Regions from separate parts of the Mus musculus genome. Here region 1 is linked to region 2. Evidence: chromatin contacts called from public Hi-C data. All regions are on one chromosome and are shown on one strand. The core of a region is the stretch at or near the end of the contact, and the rest is flanking DNA. Distances in the headings are between cores, read along the strand shown.

Region 1 (4,628 bases), core at 1,639-4,138, 140 kb after region 2:
GGGGAAGAGCGCTGTGAAGTCCTGTCTTCAGGACGTGACATGGCTACTGCACTCATGAACTCACTGTGGCAATGATCACCTGGACAAGATCAAGCAAACAATATCAGTCAGCATTCCAAAAGACAGTGCTAATTAAATTCAGTGGAAGAAAGAAAGAAAAGGAAAGGAAAGGAAAGGAAAGGAAAGGAAAGGAAAGGAAAGGAAAGGGAAAGGGAAAGGGAAAGGGAAAGGGAAAGGGAAAGGGAAAGGGAAAGGGAAAGGGAAAGGGAAAGGGAAAAGGAAAAGGAAAAGGAAAAGGAAAAGGAAAAGGAAAAGGAAAAGGAAAAGGAAAAGGAAAAGGAAAAGGAAAGGAAAGATATAAAGAGGAAAAGAGGAACTTGGGTGACTGACAGGTATTAGAGTTAGATCTGATAGAGACATATTGTTTATGCTTATATCATATGTATATTATACATATACACAATATATATTTATATTGTATGAACATGTCAGAGATTAAAAGATGATTATCAAAAATAAATTTAAAATTAAAAAAAAAAAGAAACAGATGAGAACATTCCTTGATCAAGTATCCAATTTTACCAGTGGAAAATTTTAATAAATTTTGATGCACTTCTTAGCATATAAAGCATATGAGTCTGTTACAGTTTTTATGTTCGTTTGCATTCTTTATGATGTGAATGAAGTTAGATGAACAAGTTAATTGACCATCTGTATTTCTTATCTATTTTTCTTCCTTCGGAAGTGGAATATAAAAATACTGCTTCTATCTTAGAGTTATAAAATCATTTCCTTGGCTGGGCATGGTAGCACATGCCTTTGATCCCAGTACTGGAGGCAGAGCCAGGCAGACCTCTGTAGGTTGGAGGCTAGCCTGGGCTATGTAGAGAGTTCGAGCGAGCCAGGATTATATGGTGAGACCTGGTCTTTATAATAATAATAATAATAAATAATAATAATAGTAGTAGTCGAAGTAAAAACAATCTCAATAAATCTAAGATAAATGATAAACAGTGACAATCCCAGCACTGGAGTAGAAGCTGAGAGTGGGAGATTAAAAGCTCAAGTTCATCTTGAGCTACAATCAAGTTTGAGACTAGTCAGCAGTACCTAAGATCCTGTCTCAAAAGAGAAATCCTTTTAGCCAAGCATGGTGGGGAACATCTTTAATCCCAGTACTTGGTAGGCAGAGGCAGAGCTCTGTGAGTTTAAGGCCAGCCTAGTCTACAGAGTGAGTTCCAGGACAGCCAGGACTACACAGAGAAACCCTATCTCTAAGAAAAAAAAAAAACACACACAAATCTCTTTAAAACTATACATCATCATTTATGTCCAACCCAGGCTGTAGGTATCTTTCAAAGCACTTCACATAGTTAAGTAGTTTATCATTCAGTCACCTTCATGTTTGTCTTCTTGCTCTTCGTCAAAGATAGGAACCCTTTCTCTCATTCACTACAGTATTCCCTATGCCCCAAGAAAGTATAAGTGCTTTGCATACACATTCTCAATATCTACTTGATAAACAAATGAACGACCTCTGTTTTTTCCCCAATGTCTTTGCATAGAATCCCACTTGCCCACCCAGGTTAGGAACTGTCTCTAAGGAGTAAGTTAGACACAGCTAACAGTGTGGAATCATATTATTCACTGAGGTCATCAATCATTAACAAAGCAATCACACATCATTAGCTCAATAGTGACAGACCCAATAATTAATTATCATTTGAGAAAAACAACTCTAGAGGATCAGTTTAAAAAATAATAGCAAAATTCTGAAAACGTATTCTGCACCTGTAATTCTGACAACCACTTCCCTCGCTTTAAAAACTCATGTTGAGACATTGCTATGTGATATTTCATGTATCTTACGATATTGACAAGTTTATTTATAAAGGGTTACCTATCTTGCTCATGGCCTAATTGTTTATTTCTCTTAAATTTTTATATTTTATTAATGTTCTAAATGTCACAACTGTTTTGAAACTCTTTGAATAATTTAAATTAGACGGAAGATTAAATATTTTGTAGTTGAAGTTATAAACCAAGGTCCTTCCCTCCAAGATACCTGTCCTGATTTATCACAATTCCAAATAAAATAGTCTTGTTTAGAGATATTTGGAGTAAACTTTTACTTGCTTTAACAAACAGTTGAGTCAGGCAGGCCCCAGAAGTCTGCTGGTTTAGACCAGTTTCCTTATTTTATTTTTTAAAAGCATTTAATTTTATGATGCAACTAAAGATTTTCTTTGTGTAATATATGATAAAGACAATAAAGTATTTTTTATCCTATTCTTCCAAACAGAAAAAAAAAAAAAAGTCAGTTAAGCCACCAAGCTGGCTATGATTCCAAATACCTGTATCCCAGCCCATTGGAGGTAGAGGCAGGGAACTGTGGAGTTCAAGTTCATGGGGGCGGGGAGGGGGGATACATAGTGAGTCTGAAGCCAGTTAAAGCTACATGAGCCCTTGTCTCAAAACAATAATGAATGCCTTCTAGAGAAAGGTGTGTGTTACTAGCCTCCCAGGTGAGTCTCATGGACAGTGCAGCTCAGCATCTTCAAAAAGATCAATAATACCAAGTAAGGGCTGGGTACCACAAACCAGGTTACATAGCAAGTACCCAACCTTCCTAATGAGCCTCTGTAGCCACACAGAGCCTGTCTTCCATTCAGAAGCCTGGATTCCCCGTTTTACCGCTTCCTTTCCCTGATCAGATAACAGGCTTTGTGTTCCTACCGGAGTCACCATTTCATGGTTTGCACAAGACCGACCTGCAGTGCATCCAGATTTTCATAACCCGTCAAACAATTTTTCAGTATGTGTTATGGCAGGATATTCTAGAACTGCCAAGAAAAGTAAATTCACAGAGCCGCCTGCAATTCAGTAACTATTGCAAATTAGCATAAATAGCCCTGTTTTAGAAGGAATGGCTTTTGCAAGTCATACAGGAAAAATAATGTGGCTTTGCATTTGCATCATTAAAAACTCCCCCTGTGTACACCTTCACCATGAATATTAAACACGGCACAACCATTCAGCACGTTAACCTGCTTGGGTGAAACTCTTTAATGAAACATTTGGTTATGATCACAAGACTAACTAGGAAAACTAGCTAACAAGTACCTATTTTTACGGATTTTTTTTTTCATCTTAAAAGGAAAAAAAATTGCATATCAAATAAAACCTCTCAACACTTGTCAGCTCTCCTGTGAACATACCATATAAATGGACGGGCACCGGCTGCCAGGGAAAACGAAAGGCCAAATTGCACTCATATACCCATGCTGTCAAGTTCAGAGAGAAATCTGTCCTAGACCCAAGCCATCCACACGGCGCACAATGAGCCTGTTAACAAGAACTAAGAATGGATAAAATTCTTCAGATTTTTCTGCATAGATCTTACTTTCTTAGTCACCACCATGATTTTAAAATGACTCTGGCTAGTTGCTCAAGGCACAAAACAAAGGTACTTTCAAATAGCAAATGTGCTTAAATTCTATATGTTCCAATCAAAACTCTTAAAAAAAAAAAAAAAAAAAAAACCTGTAGAGAACAGCAGCTGTGGATTTACCTAGATACAAACATATTCATGGTACTGTGGGCTGCTCAAGAGGTGTGACCGTTATGTGGAGCAAATTTTTAAAAATGAAAAGAAAATATATTAGAGCAAGTTTTGAACATGAGACTGTTTATAACCATTCGAGAAGATTCTTCAAGCACAGTAGCTCTGAACACGTTTCTCCAGGTCCCAGCCCTGCCACTCAAACAAGTGGACGATGCTGGAAGGGTATTGATGAACAGCTTGCTTAAAGAGAGAACAGGAGACTCTGTGGGCAGCAGAAAGCTGTGTAGGCAAGGCAAAAAAGGGCCAAAGGAACCGGGCTTAAGAGGCAGGTGTAGGTGTGGGTGTGGGTGGGGAACAATGGCCTTAATCTCCCGGCATTTGGGACTGATGGATCTTTGTGAGTTCCAGGCCAGTCAAGGCTACAGGGTGAGACCTTGTCTCAGAGAAGAGGAGGGGAGGGAGGGGAGGAAGAGGAGGAGGAAGAGGAAGAGGAGGAGGAAGAAGAGGAGGAAGAGGAGGGGTAGGAGAAACTTGTCGTCTTGCCCTTGTCTGCTACCACCTGGCCCCTTTTTCTCACCGGGAAGCAGCACTTCCTTTTCAACCGTGCTGCTTCTCAGTACAAAACAGCCAATGACTCTTTCTCCCAGCCTCCTGGGTTCTTTCAGCCTCTTCAAGTCTTCTCACCCTTGCTCCCTATTGTAGTCAATAAGTGATGAGCTACCCATGCTAGAAACCTGGGAGAAGCTGGGTGAGTCTCCTTTCAGTCTGATGGAAGCCGCCTTTTGAGCTGTGAGATGTTTCCAGTTGCTTGTCCTTGGGGGATGGAACGCAGACCTTGCATATGCTAGGCAGGCACTTTACCACTGACCTATGTGTCCCGCCACCTAATTCAGTCCAGTCCAGGTTTAAGAATGTCTTAAAATTCTCTCTCTCTCTCTCTGTCTCGCTCTCTCTCTCTCTCTCCTTCCACATGTAGCCTTTCTGACTCATTCTTTAAATAGCAATGTCCATTCCTCCCCACTAAGTATAACACACCAAGGTTAGTATCTAACTTTCAGATATT
Region 2 (4,441 bases), core at 1,354-3,853:
TTGTTACTGTTGGTCACAAATCAATTCTGTGCCTGTTTGATCTCCCAGTAGTTTTCGGCCAGGATTCAGTTACAACTTCCATTCAGCCAGGGAATTGCTAGTCAATAATATGTATAGAGCAGCCTAGCACGGGTTGGAATGGGACAGAGAAACAAGTTCTCATCTTTGGAGCTCATCCTCTCGGACACCTTGCTGTGCACCCTACCTGCCTTGACGGCATGATGCCAGAGTTGGATGCTTTCCCCATACAGCAGCAGGACAGCCCTTCCATAGCTACCATGTCTTTCTTAGCATTATTGTCAGTGACACTTCCTAAGAGAAGCCTGGTCATCTTGTCCCCTGTCTTCAAAGTCTCCCTTAGAGAACAGACTCGATTGACACTCTGGTGATGTCTTTGGATGCCCTGTAAAATGGGGCACTGCCTAGGTTTCTGCCCTCTCCTTCCCACATATTGTCCATCCCTGTACCTGCATGCAAGTAAACTGGGTTAGGCAAGAATGTCTAACTGTGTATGTGTCAGCTGAGCTGAGTACCTTCCACATATGGTCTCGCTGAGTTCCTAGGAATGACCCACAGAGTGGGATCATGGGCACTGACTCATCACATTCAGACTGAGCATGCCTCTTCTGCTAGCATATGCAGAAGCGTTTTTGGAGCACTGGGTGGGGCAAGAAGATTTGGCCTTGGTCCCCTTGGGTCTTCACCCAACTCCAGTCGAGGTGGGATCATTCCTTAAGGCACTGTGACCAGAGGTGGAGCTCTCCCTGCCTCTGCCTCAGGGGATGGATGAAAGTTTTCAGAATAGAAGCAATTTCAGACAGGGCTTGGGAAGCCTTCCAGGCAAATGGAAAGTGGGCTTGTCCCTTACAGAACAAAACAGGTTCATCTGAGCCCAAGAGAAATAAATGTACAAAAGCAATGGAGAAATATCTTAGGGCTAAGTTTTTCATTTTTTTTTCTTCTTAATAATAACTTCTTAATAACAACCTAATAATAACTAATAATAAATAAGGAGTACCAGAAGCCAGAAACTCAACGTGGTGTTCTTTCTGCCTGAGCTAATTTTCACTTTGTGGCAGTCCTATGTAAAAGGTGCTACTGTGGCCCCTTTATTTGCCGAAGAGGAAACGGGATCCCAGAGTTGAATGCACTTAGAATGCCAGAGCAAGCTGGTGGTTGCATAGATGTTGTTTCCTGACACGTCTTAGTTTTGGTTTCTCTGAGACTCTTCCATCAACTTTCCTAACATTGACATGGGTCCATTCCCCCTTTAGGGACCTTGCATCTTTTGGTGAGACAAATGGCATGTGAGCCTTCTCACTGGAGGATGCTCTGGCATTCTAGTACCTCAGAAGATAGCTTGAGTGGTTAGTTTTGTTTTGTTTTGTCAGTAAACATGGTCATATATGACATAAGAAGAAGCCATGAAAGGCTTTTCCCTTCAGCCTGGGCATTGCTCGCTTGCCAAATAAAACTTGTACACGTTACAGGTTTCACCTCCAGCAAGTTTCAGGTTCCCAGGTCAATGAAAATTAGTGACAGGAAGACTTTCCTGTGAAACTGTGGCATGGAAAGCAGTTGGGTTATATGAGATGCCCTCAGTTACGGACGAGGAACCCAAGGCTCCACCTGTCCAGTAAATCCAGTATCACTCAGTCTCCAGCTGTCAGGACCAAGGTTTGAATGCAAGTCTTTCTCCCTCCCCACTCTTTCACCTACATTCCATATGACACAGTCTTTGGGTCACACAGGCAGGAAGTTCGTCAGTCAACTGTTCACCCTGACCATGGCCTTGTTAGTAGTGTCTGCTTTATCTTTGGAGGTGAGAGAAGGCCATAGTTCTTGATTGATCTGAGCAGCAAGCACTTGCTGCTTTGGCATAGGCAATCAGTTTTAAAGGTTGACTCATGAACCCGCACAGGGAAGCACATTCAGTTTCATATTGTTGTATAAGCTTTTCTTCAGTTTGCATTTGTTTTCTCATCATGCGTAGCTCTGTCTGGCCAGAGGCGAATATATCCACCGTAAAAAGGCTCGTGTTCAGTCGCTACATTTCTCGGGGTTTTCTGGACTCCTCGTGGAGCGGGATTGCTGGGATAGACCAGTGAGGGGTGTCACAAACCCCCTTCTACTGTTCCCAGTTTGGCATGTGTGTGTGAGATGTATGCCTGCCTTGTATTTACAAGAGGAAGTATCCCATTTAATTTTATTTTCACACTAAAGCCGAAGTGTTAAGAGAACATAGTGTTTTAACACTCTCTTGGTTATCAGCTGCAGAGCGGAGGTTGCATATTGTCACATACAGTTTTCTGAGTACATTTCTACATTTGTTACCTGGCAACGTTGCTGCGTCGGCACATGAAGATGTGTTGGTTTCTGCCAGTTCCCCACTCTCTGTACTGTAGACAGGAGAATAGCTGCTTCCCTGCAGGGATGGAGAACAGGGGAAGGCATGGAGCTAATGGGCTTATAGAAAGACTCCCTGCAGTCAGTGTCACAGCCAAACCAGAGGCTGTCCAGAGGCGTTTTCTACCACTGCCTTGAATCTTGTGCTGCTTTCCTCCCCGGTTAGGGTTAGGTGAGGGGTTTGTGATTAATCACCATGAATCCTTGTTGCTGATCTTTGATCTTTTTAAACGAAAAACAAACAACCACCATCTCGTGTCCTAGTCGTTATATGAGTCATCTGAACCTTTTTAATATTGTGACAAAGATATCTTTAATTGCTTTCATTTGATCCCCAGCCTCCTGCCTGATCTAAGTGCTCAGGTTTTGACTACCTCTGACTTCTGATAAGGAAGGAAATCCCACAGTACAATGAGAGCCGCTGAGCTGATTATAGCCCACCGGAGTGATTTTGCTTGCCCAAAATGCTGAACTTACCTAGACTTGGAGCACTAAAGTGGCCCATCTTTGTGCTCTAGGGACATCACATCCTACCCTTCATTTGACTGATGCCTACCGGTCTGATCTTTGAAAACATTTGAGTTGAAACCCTTACATTATGGGTTTAAAAGTCTCCGTAGTCTACACCGTACATCCTAAGATTCAAGAAAAGCTTCCTGGGACCAGCACCTGTACTGTTGTCTTGAAGAACAATCCACTAGGGAAGTTTCCATGGTAACAGTGTTTGAAACAGTCTGACAGCATCAACAGGTTAAGTAAGAAGTCTTCTGGCTCAGGGGCGCATCCTGTAAGCACAGCTCCTTAGAAGGAAGCCTAGGAGAGACTATGACTGAGCCCAGGCAGGACTCAGCCACTGGAGGGCCTGGCCAAAACAGGCCAGGCTTTAGGGCCTGTTGGTTTGGCAGAGCAAAGCTTGTTGGTGTCATCTTGTTTGTGGGAGGCCTTTGTAGCCTCCTGGATTCTTACTGTCCTGCCTGTTAAGGAAAAGAGAGACAGCTGCCTGTGTCTGAAAGGTAGTTAGAACCCAGCCCTTAGCTGGAAATCTTGATCTCTGCTACTAGATGTTGGGTTTCAAACCTGGGACGAATGGTTGGGGTGGCTATGTAACATGTCAAAGCGGGCCTGTCCTGTCCCTCAATCCTTACCTGTTACAGGGCCCTCTTGGCTGGCACACCCCACCCCCTAGCTTAAATTTCTCCAGTCCAGGGGCTGGGCCTTTTTGGTTGCCTGCTCTTGGTGTCTGTTTGGGTCTTGTGGATGATGCACATGGATCTCCTCTCTTCCCCCTCCCCCCTTCCTCAAATAGTGCCTCTCCGTCTAGTCACATCTACTCTGGACTCTCCCAGATGTGCCTGCATACTCTAACTCTGGGCTCTCTCTCCTTTTTATCTACAATAAACCTCCTCCTCCACCATACCGAGGGGCACTCATGCTTGCTTTCTTTTCTATTCTATTTCTTTGTTCATTCTGTCATCTCCCTGTAAAACCCACAGGAGCCACTCTCCTGAGGCTCTGCTGTGGGCGTTTACCCTCAAGTTTTTCAGTTTTCATCAGGAAAGGTCCTAAGAGGAAATCTCAAGATTTTTCACCCGTTTTTGTTACTATTGTGTTGTTTGTTGGTTTTTTGTTGTTGTTGTTATTCTTGGTTTTTTTTTTGTTTGTTTGTTTGTTTGTTTTTTTTAAATATCCAGAGATAACTTGCCCCAAGGATTCCTAGCTTTGGCCTGAGTTCCTTTTAACTCGGAAGTCTGTATCCTGCTGTTTAAACATTAAGATGGTTCCTCACTGCCTTAGAGTCGGCAACCTGCAGGCCAAGGCGAACTTTAAAGAAAAACCAGGTCATGCCGCATGTTTTTGGTGAGCACAGGAATCAACAAAGCGCTGTTACATAACTTCTATTTATGTCCTCCTTGCTCACTATCTGCAGGCAGGCAAGAGTCGCAGAGCTGGGATTTAATGAGCTCTGGGTTTGCTCACCTTCCTGAGCTGGTAGGAACCAGCTTGTTCTCAAAATGCGTCAGTAAAGAATCAGGCT

The links. Hi-C and Micro-C count contacts between places; a contact is called where the count stands out from the background.
Region 1: a Hi-C map of cortical neurons shows a contact between it and region 2, with 2.1 times the contacts expected there. The contact joins two enhancer-like sites. A contact is called at or near these places in 1 of 15 datasets of contacts at CTCF or cohesin (the NIH/3T3 cell line), 2 of 484 Hi-C or Micro-C datasets (cerebral cortex and cortical neurons), 5 of 115 datasets of contacts at active chromatin or transcription factors (bone marrow-derived macrophages, embryonic stem cells, epiblast stem cells and 1 more) and 1 of 9 other capture datasets (embryonic stem cells).

The regions. Positions count from the first base shown.
Region 1 is chr6:108,589,578-108,594,205 of GRCm38.p6, forward strand. The region is part of intron 3 of 0610040F04Rik (RIKEN cDNA 0610040F04 gene); the gene reads right to left. Among named protein-coding and RNA genes, the nearest start is that of Gm44040, 56 kb to the left of the region's middle. Within about 2 kb of position 2,889, at least 5 of the 459 cell types and tissues checked have an H3K27ac peak or open chromatin away from gene starts, as enhancers often do. A contact at or near this core is called in cortical neurons, where this site is marked.
Region 2 is chr6:108,452,023-108,456,463 of GRCm38.p6, forward strand. All of the region lies in intron 44 of Itpr1 (inositol 1,4,5-trisphosphate receptor 1), which reads left to right. It overlaps Gm35165 (a long non-coding RNA gene), which reads right to left. Exons shown (of 5, transcript XR_869349.3): 4 at 2,335-2,425. Among named protein-coding and RNA genes, the nearest start is that of Gm35165, 18 kb to the right of the region's middle. Within about 2 kb of position 2,604, at least 63 of the 459 cell types and tissues checked have an H3K27ac peak or open chromatin away from gene starts, as enhancers often do. A contact at or near this core is called in cortical neurons, where this site is marked.